2 separate regions of the Mus musculus genome follow, and region 1 is linked to region 2. Evidence: chromatin contacts called from public promoter capture Hi-C data. All regions are on one chromosome and are shown on one strand. The core of a region is the stretch at or near the end of the contact, and the rest is flanking DNA. Distances in the headings are between cores, read along the strand shown.

Region 1 (3,656 bases), core at 878-3,377, 150 kb after region 2:
GTCTTCTGTAAGAGCAATCTGTTCTTAGCCACTGAGCCATCTCTCAGGCCCCTTTTAAAATCTTTTAAAATTTTATTTTATTGTTAAAAGATATTTATTTTAGATAGGGTTAAAGTGAGGAGAAGGACTATATATTTTTTGCTTTTAGTTTTTACATTTATGTTGTGTGTATGTGGGGGAGTACATGTGTCATCATGTGTCATGGTGCACATGCGAGATCAGAAGATGACTCCCCTTCTGCTTTGTGGGTTCCAAGTTCAAGTTCAGATCAAGCTTGACTACAGTAAAGTGCCTTATTTGCAGAGCCATCTTACCAGCCCTTAAATGAAGGGGAAAAAAACAAAAACAAAAAAAAAAAAAAAACCCTGCTGAGCAGTAGTAGCCCTTGGTAGCACTTGGGAGGCAGAGGCAGTTAGGTCTCTATGCTGTGCATTCAAGGCCAGCCTGGTCTACAGAGAAAGTTCCAGGACAGCCAGAGCTACATAGATCCTATCTTGAAAACAAGCAAACAAACAAAAATCCTTTCTTAATGGGTTGAAATGTGCTCAAAAAGATAGTGATGGCCCATTTAACTACTATAGCTCACCCACTGGACAGGAATGTAATAAGGATTGAGGAAATGTATTGTTTGAGGATGCTTCAGGCAGGATCTTACAGGTTTCCCTAAACTCGCCTCAGGCTCTGAAGTGTTGAGATCACTTTAGGTGTGCTATTGGTCCTGCCTGATAGAGTGCTATCCAAAAAAAAAAAAAAAAAAAAAAAAGGTCTTGGATTGGTTGTCAGTGTATACTGAAAACTCTGGGGCAGTTATTTGCATTGTTTTAGATACCATACTAAAATGATGAGCTATAAAAGAAAATGCCAAACTAGCTTCATTAGAGTTAAAAGAAAAAATGTGCTTCAGCAGGCACTTAAGGGCTGGAGAGATGGCTCAGCACTTGAGAACACGTGTTGCCCTTGCAGAGAACTGCAGTTCAATTCCCAGCATCCACAGCAGGTGACTTACAGGGGGTCTGTCACCCTCTTCTGGACTCCATGCTCACTGCACACGTGTGTGTGTGTGTGTGTGTGTGTGTGCACATGCATGTCCACATTGAAACCTACATATGCACATAATTAAATCTTTAAAAAGGAAACTAGGGTTCAAGAGATGGCTTCGTGGCTAAGAGCACTTGTGGCTCTTGCAGAGGGAAGAGGGAGGTTTCCAGCACCCACGTAGTAGCTCACAACCACCTGTAATTCCAGGGGATCAGGTGCTCTGTTCTGACTTCTGTGGACACCAAGCATATATATGGTACACAGACATACATACAGGCAAACACAGAAAGAAAATAAATTTTTATAAGATTTGTTTAAGATATTGAAAGGACAAGGCAATTACTAGAAAAAATATCCTTTTGTGTATCTGATAGGTGCATAGATGAGCAGTGCCCAAATATATAAAGCATCATTTCTCTCTTGCTTTTTTTGAGACAGGGTCTCATGTAGCCCAGTGTGAACTAGAACTCCTGATCCTCATGCTACACCGTTGGGTCCTGGAATACAGGCATGCTCCACCACACCTGTGTCACGTAGTAATGAGGACTGAACCCAGAGCTCTATGCAGTAAGCATTCTACCAACTGAGCTACACACCCTAGTCCCAGAACTTCTAAACATTTGTTTGGGTGGGTGGGTGAGTGCCCCCATGGTGTGCATGTAGAGGTCAGAGGGCAACTTTTGGGAGTCCTGGGAATTGAACTCGGGTCATTAGGTGTGCTACCATGTGCCTTCCCCCACAGAGCCATCTTGGCTCTCTTGTAGGTCAAAAGTAAGATGGCAGGTGTTAAAATAAATGAAGACTACAGATGTCTGAAGAGCAGAGGCTGTTGCTCAGGACCTCCCCTCAGTGGAGCAGGCCCTTGCTTGCACTTAACAGAGGAGGAGGCTTTTTAGTGGGGAGGGGGAATTACTTGGAGCCTGTGGTTAGGGAGGTTGGATCAGAGAGGGGAGTGTATTTGGCTTTCTGGTTGGTCCTAAGTAGGAAACAGGTTATTGATCAAGTCCTGGTGTTTGGGACTGATTGTTCTAGAGGTTAATATTTAGCCTACCAGGAGTGAGTCCTTAAAGATAGCATCCCGCTTCCTGTAGGCTGCCCAAACAGGCTGCCCTCCTTGGCTGGTTTCTACAGATAAGGGTTGCCTTCCTGTTCAGGTCATTGTGGGGGGGATCAAAGTTCCATTTTATATATGGTCTGTCTGGACCTTGTCCATTTTGTTGATCAAGATCTCACAAGCAACCCAATTTAAAGTTGGGTGAAATGTTTGAATAGATGTGTCAGAAAAAAAATGCAAATCAAAACATAGTAAGAACCTAAATGTTATTAGCAAAGCCAGCCAGTCGAACACCACACACGTGCCCTGCATATACACATCACACACCATCACCAGGTACATGTACATACATACCATGCACATATAAATGCCACACACATGCTCACACTCTCAAAGTTGTGTTCACACCCCCCATAGGTGCACTGCCACAAAGCACCTATGCACCTATACATCATGTACATGCGTCATGCATACACACAGTACACACAATAAAAAAAGACCCAGGAGTTTCTATGTCTATAATTGTTTTGTTTTGAAACAGGTTCTAAACTAGCCCGGGCTGGCTTCCGACTCTGTATATAACCAAGGTGACTTTGAACTTCTGATTCTCCTGCTTCTGTTACAGGCATGTGACATTACAACCAGCTAGAATTTTTCTTTTTCTTTTCTTTTTGACATACATACGATCTGCTATTTTATAGCTCAGGCTGGCCTAGGATTCTTAGTAATCCATCTACCTCCGTGTCTTGAGTAATGAGATGTGCACCCCTAATGCCAACTTATCCCAAGAGTTCTACTCAAGAGCAATAAAACAAAACATCTACTCAAAGACTCAGACTCAAAGACTTATACCAATTATTATTTATACTAACAAAAAAATCTACTTGCTTCTGAGCTAGCCGACGGGCATGCAAGCACACTGCGGTGTGTTCCTGTGATGAAATGCTAGAAGTTTAAAATGACCCTAGAACAAACCGTGCCCATTGGGTTCCAAGAGCCTATTACTGCAGCCCAAAGCTTGCTTGTTGGAACTTGTGAAGCTGGAGACAGGCTGGAAGGCTCCTTCGGCTCCAGCTGCAGGCCAGCGCTCCGTCCTGGCCCTCGGAGCAGACCCTCCGCAGCGGTGGCTTTGAGTAGTGTCACAGTGGACATCTTCCTCCCATCTACAGCCCCTGGCCCCTTGGAGTCCAGGTTATTGGCCTTCTTCTCTCTGGAGGCTGGGAGGCTGCCTGGGATCTGGCCTCCTCCTTGGTCATCTTCTGGTCTGGAGTACTGAGTGATTTCCACAGCTTGACTCAGGGTTCCTCTATGCCAATTATAGTGCTTTTGATTGTAAACAGCTGGAAGCTGGCTTCTCTGGTGACTCATGTTGCATCTTAACTGTGGGAAGGCACCTAGGCATCAAGAGGAGCTTGGCCAGGTTTTAGCTGCTGTGTGTGTGTGTCCCCCGAAGTCCCCAGGGTATAGAGCCTTTGTGAACTGGGGTCTTGTGAGTGGATTTTGAGTCATCTGATGTGTCCCTGCTGGTGACTGTGGTGACAAGCGGGTGACTGTGGCAACACTG
Region 2 (3,309 bases), core at 615-3,114:
ATTATCTTCTGACAACACCAAACTATCTCCACACAGCTTCAGGCCTTCTTTTCCCTTCCCTTCCTGGCCTGTTAAACAGGCTAAGGAAGCCCCACAGACTCTTCTAATCAAGAGGCTCTCCTATACTCTGGGAATCCTGTCCACAGCCTTGGGGCAGGAATACCGCACTCACCTAGCATCTCCTAAGGGAACTGAGACACTGGGGTAGGGACTCATCCCTAGTAAGAGAGGACTACAACCAGAACTACAACAAGGAGCCTGGGACATGCTTAGAAACTGGGTGCCAAGGACACACTGTGAGGATGTGGATTCCTCCTGATGCCAGGTAGGGCAAGGGACAACTGAGACACTGGACTCTCAGACTTTCTCCAGAGATTCCGATGCAAATAGCCTTTTGTTTGCAAATTAAGCAGGGCCCCAAGGCCACCCCAAGGGATAACCTTAGGCAAGGCCATCCACTTCTAGCTGGTGACACCTACTCCTCCAGACTACTATGCAGAAGGTACTCACAAGCATGTCCCCCCTTCCCCCCAGCAGTACCAGGCCCAGAGTTAGCCTCTTCTAACACAAAGGCGCTCCTGTGGAGTAACAATTAGAAAGCTAAAACTAGCCACACCTGTGGGGCCAGCAATGGGCTGGCACGATGGGATGGTATCAAACGGATCAAACCCACTAAAGGTTTCTCAACCTGGGGGTCAGTCGACCCTTTCACAGGGATCTCCTAAGACCGTTAGAAAACACAGTTATTTGCAATAGGATTCATAACTAGCAGGATTACAGTTATGAAGCAGCAATGGAAATAAATTTATGGTTGGGGGTTACCACAGCACGAGGAACCGTATTAAAGGGTCGCAGCATTATGACGGTTGAGAAGCACTGCTCTAGGGTGAGGGCAATGTGCCTACAGATCCTCAGCTTCCTCCAGTGCAATGCAGCTAAGCCCTCCACAGAGGCAGGAAACCTCCTGGATGCGCAGGACTGAGCTCTTGGGAGGAATGTGGTTTTGGTGGTGTTTCTAAGAGTTAGCAAAGCTGACATCAGCATCGCTTCTCGCCCTTTTGGCTAAGATCAAGTGTAGAACCCTCTTCGGCACACTTAACAACCATTTTCCCTCCTCCCGGAGACCTCTGACCTTTGACAGCCTAGATGCAGCCCGGGTCCTGGTTGCTGGATAACCTCCCATCTCCTCTATCACAGGCTCACTTTCCCTTTGGTAAAGTGTGGCTGGAGTAATCAACAAAGATGATAACAACTCTCTGCAACCCAGAAGACATTTCCATGACTCCCTCCAACCCCGGGCCGCACACCCCGCCAGGTGAAGCCGGCTCCGACTTCCGCAGGCACCTGGGACTGCGCGGGGCGACCGTCGCCGAATCCGTGCAAACGCTAAGAGGTGCCCGCCGCCTGGTTTCGGGCCGCTCGCCGCCCCGTTTCGGCTCAGTTGGGGTCGCCCGCTGGATCGGCGGGAAGTCAAGAAGAAAGTTCGTTCTCGAGAAGGCCCTGGCAGTGCGATGCACGCCCCCTTCCTGGACAGGGTCCCCAGCACAGCAGCCCCTCGCCCCTCTACTTCTCCGTCGGTGAAGAGGGCACTGAGAACTGCGGCCCTAGCCCTCACCTGTCTGGTTCACTGGGACAGGCGTTGTGTTCCCAGCACGCCACCGCGGCCTCGCTCGGCCCCGAAGGGTCGCAGACGTTCGGCGCATCCTGAGCGCTCCGCAGTGTTCTGTGGAGCTTGCGGAGGTGGGGGCGGGACTTAATTGAGGGGCGGGTCGTTGGAAGGCGTGGCTGTCTCTAGCCACACCCAGGTCGCGCCCTCCAAGACGCTAGAGTTGAACTTTAGTCCGGTCCCGCCAACCCCTTGCACTGGGTGGCAGAAGTGGGATTGGACACCTGGAGGGGCAGAGAATGGGGAGCCTCCAGGCTGATCGCCTCGAAGTAAGCCTTTGAGCTAGAGCCGTCTTTCTGCACACCCTTCCTCTCCCGACTCACCTTTGGACTCTAGGGCCAGGCAGGTGACCTTGGAGAGTGACAGCCTCCTCATTCTCTTCTGGAGTCAGGGTTGGTAGCACCCCCTAATGTCTCCTTTTCACTTGAACTTGCGAGTCACGCGTGATGTGACTTTCTTTAATGTCCTAAAGTTGAAATCAAGCTTATGTCCGGTCTGCTGCATCGTGAAAGGCAGGTCCATCCACAGACCCCACTGTGATACCAACCCCTCTCCTACCCCACCCCCACCATACTCTGAGATATCAGAATTCCTGGCCACATAGCCAGAGATCCCTGTCTGCCAGTGGAGAGCAGCTGCCTGGAGGCTCAGGGATGGGACTTAGAGGGATTTAAAGTGTCCTTGATTTGTGGGTAGAAGCTGTGAAGGACGTGGGGGGGGGGAGGCACCTACCACCATCGTGTGGCTCAGTGCCGCCCCTCCCCCCTCCCCCTCCCCCTCCCCCTCCCCCAATGTTCAGCAGCGCTGACCAACAGTTATTTAGGGTGGGGATGTTTCCTAGGCTTACAGAACAAAGCACTACAGATAGAACTCCACAGAACCACAGATCCACGTTGTCTCATCATACAGGAGGTGGGGCCAGAGCTCTTCAAAGTCTCCAGGGAGCATCCTTTTTTTCTTTAGATTTATTTTACTTTTATGCATGAACGGTTGGCCTGCATGTATGTGTGCCTTCTGCATGCCAGTGGTTGGCTGTGTGTCACCATGTGGGTGCTGGAAACCAAACTCAGATCACATGCAAGAACAGCAGGTGCTCTTTACTGCTGAGCTATCCTTCCAGCTCTTGTTTTCTTGGTTCTTTAGTCTCTACTCAATAGAAAAAAAAAATGAGAATTTCACCCCCAAAACCTTTCACAATGACTCAAGCCCTAACATTCCATTGTCGATGGGTAAAAGGTTCAGATAAGAGCTGTACAGGGCGCCGGGGCGGTGGTGGCGCACGCCTTTAATCCCAGCATTTGGGAGGCAGAGGCAGAGGCAGGCAGATTTCTGAGTTTCAGGCCAGCCTGGTCTACAAAGTGAGTGCCAGGACAGCCAGGGCTACACAGAGAAACCCTGCCTCGAAAAAAACTCCCTCCCCCCCCCCCCAAAAAAAAAAGAGCTGTCCATGGGAAAGCACAAGGATTAACTTCCTGATGGTAGGTTAGAGGGGAGGAGAGGAGTTGGTTATATGCCTGGGATCTGACCACTTTGCAGTTCTACCATCCAGGGTGAGTCAGCTCATCAACAACTAGCACCCACCTCCACCCACCTCGGGTTCAGAAATGATGGCTTGAGAACCCTTTGAGGGTGTGTGTGTGTGT

What was found. Promoter capture Hi-C pulls out the DNA fragments that hold promoters and counts their contacts.
Region 1: a contact with region 2 is called in a promoter capture Hi-C map of the HPC-7 cell line. The contact joins the enhancer-like site here to the promoter of Susd3 in region 2. A contact is called at or near these places in 3 of 39 promoter capture datasets (the HPC-7 cell line, frontonasal cranial neural crest and maxillary cranial neural crest), 1 of 15 datasets of contacts at CTCF or cohesin (large pre-B cells), 9 of 484 Hi-C or Micro-C datasets (B cells, Th1 cells, bone marrow-derived macrophages and 4 more), 5 of 115 datasets of contacts at active chromatin or transcription factors (the 230-238 cell line, CD8 T cells, astrocytes and 2 more) and 3 of 9 other capture datasets (adipose tissue, liver and pancreatic islet).

Annotation. Positions count from the first base shown.
Region 1 is chr13:49,391,649-49,395,304 of GRCm38.p6, forward strand. No RefSeq gene overlaps it. Among named protein-coding and RNA genes, the nearest start is that of Ippk, 28 kb to the right of the region's middle. Within about 2 kb of position 2,128, at least 18 of the 459 cell types and tissues checked have an H3K27ac peak or open chromatin away from gene starts, as enhancers often do. A contact at or near this core is called in the HPC-7 cell line, where this site is marked.
Region 2 is chr13:49,246,430-49,249,738 of GRCm38.p6, forward strand. It overlaps Susd3 (sushi domain containing 3), which reads right to left and starts at 1,865. Exons shown (of 5, transcript NM_025491.4): 1 at 1,616-1,865. The coding sequence starts at 1,703.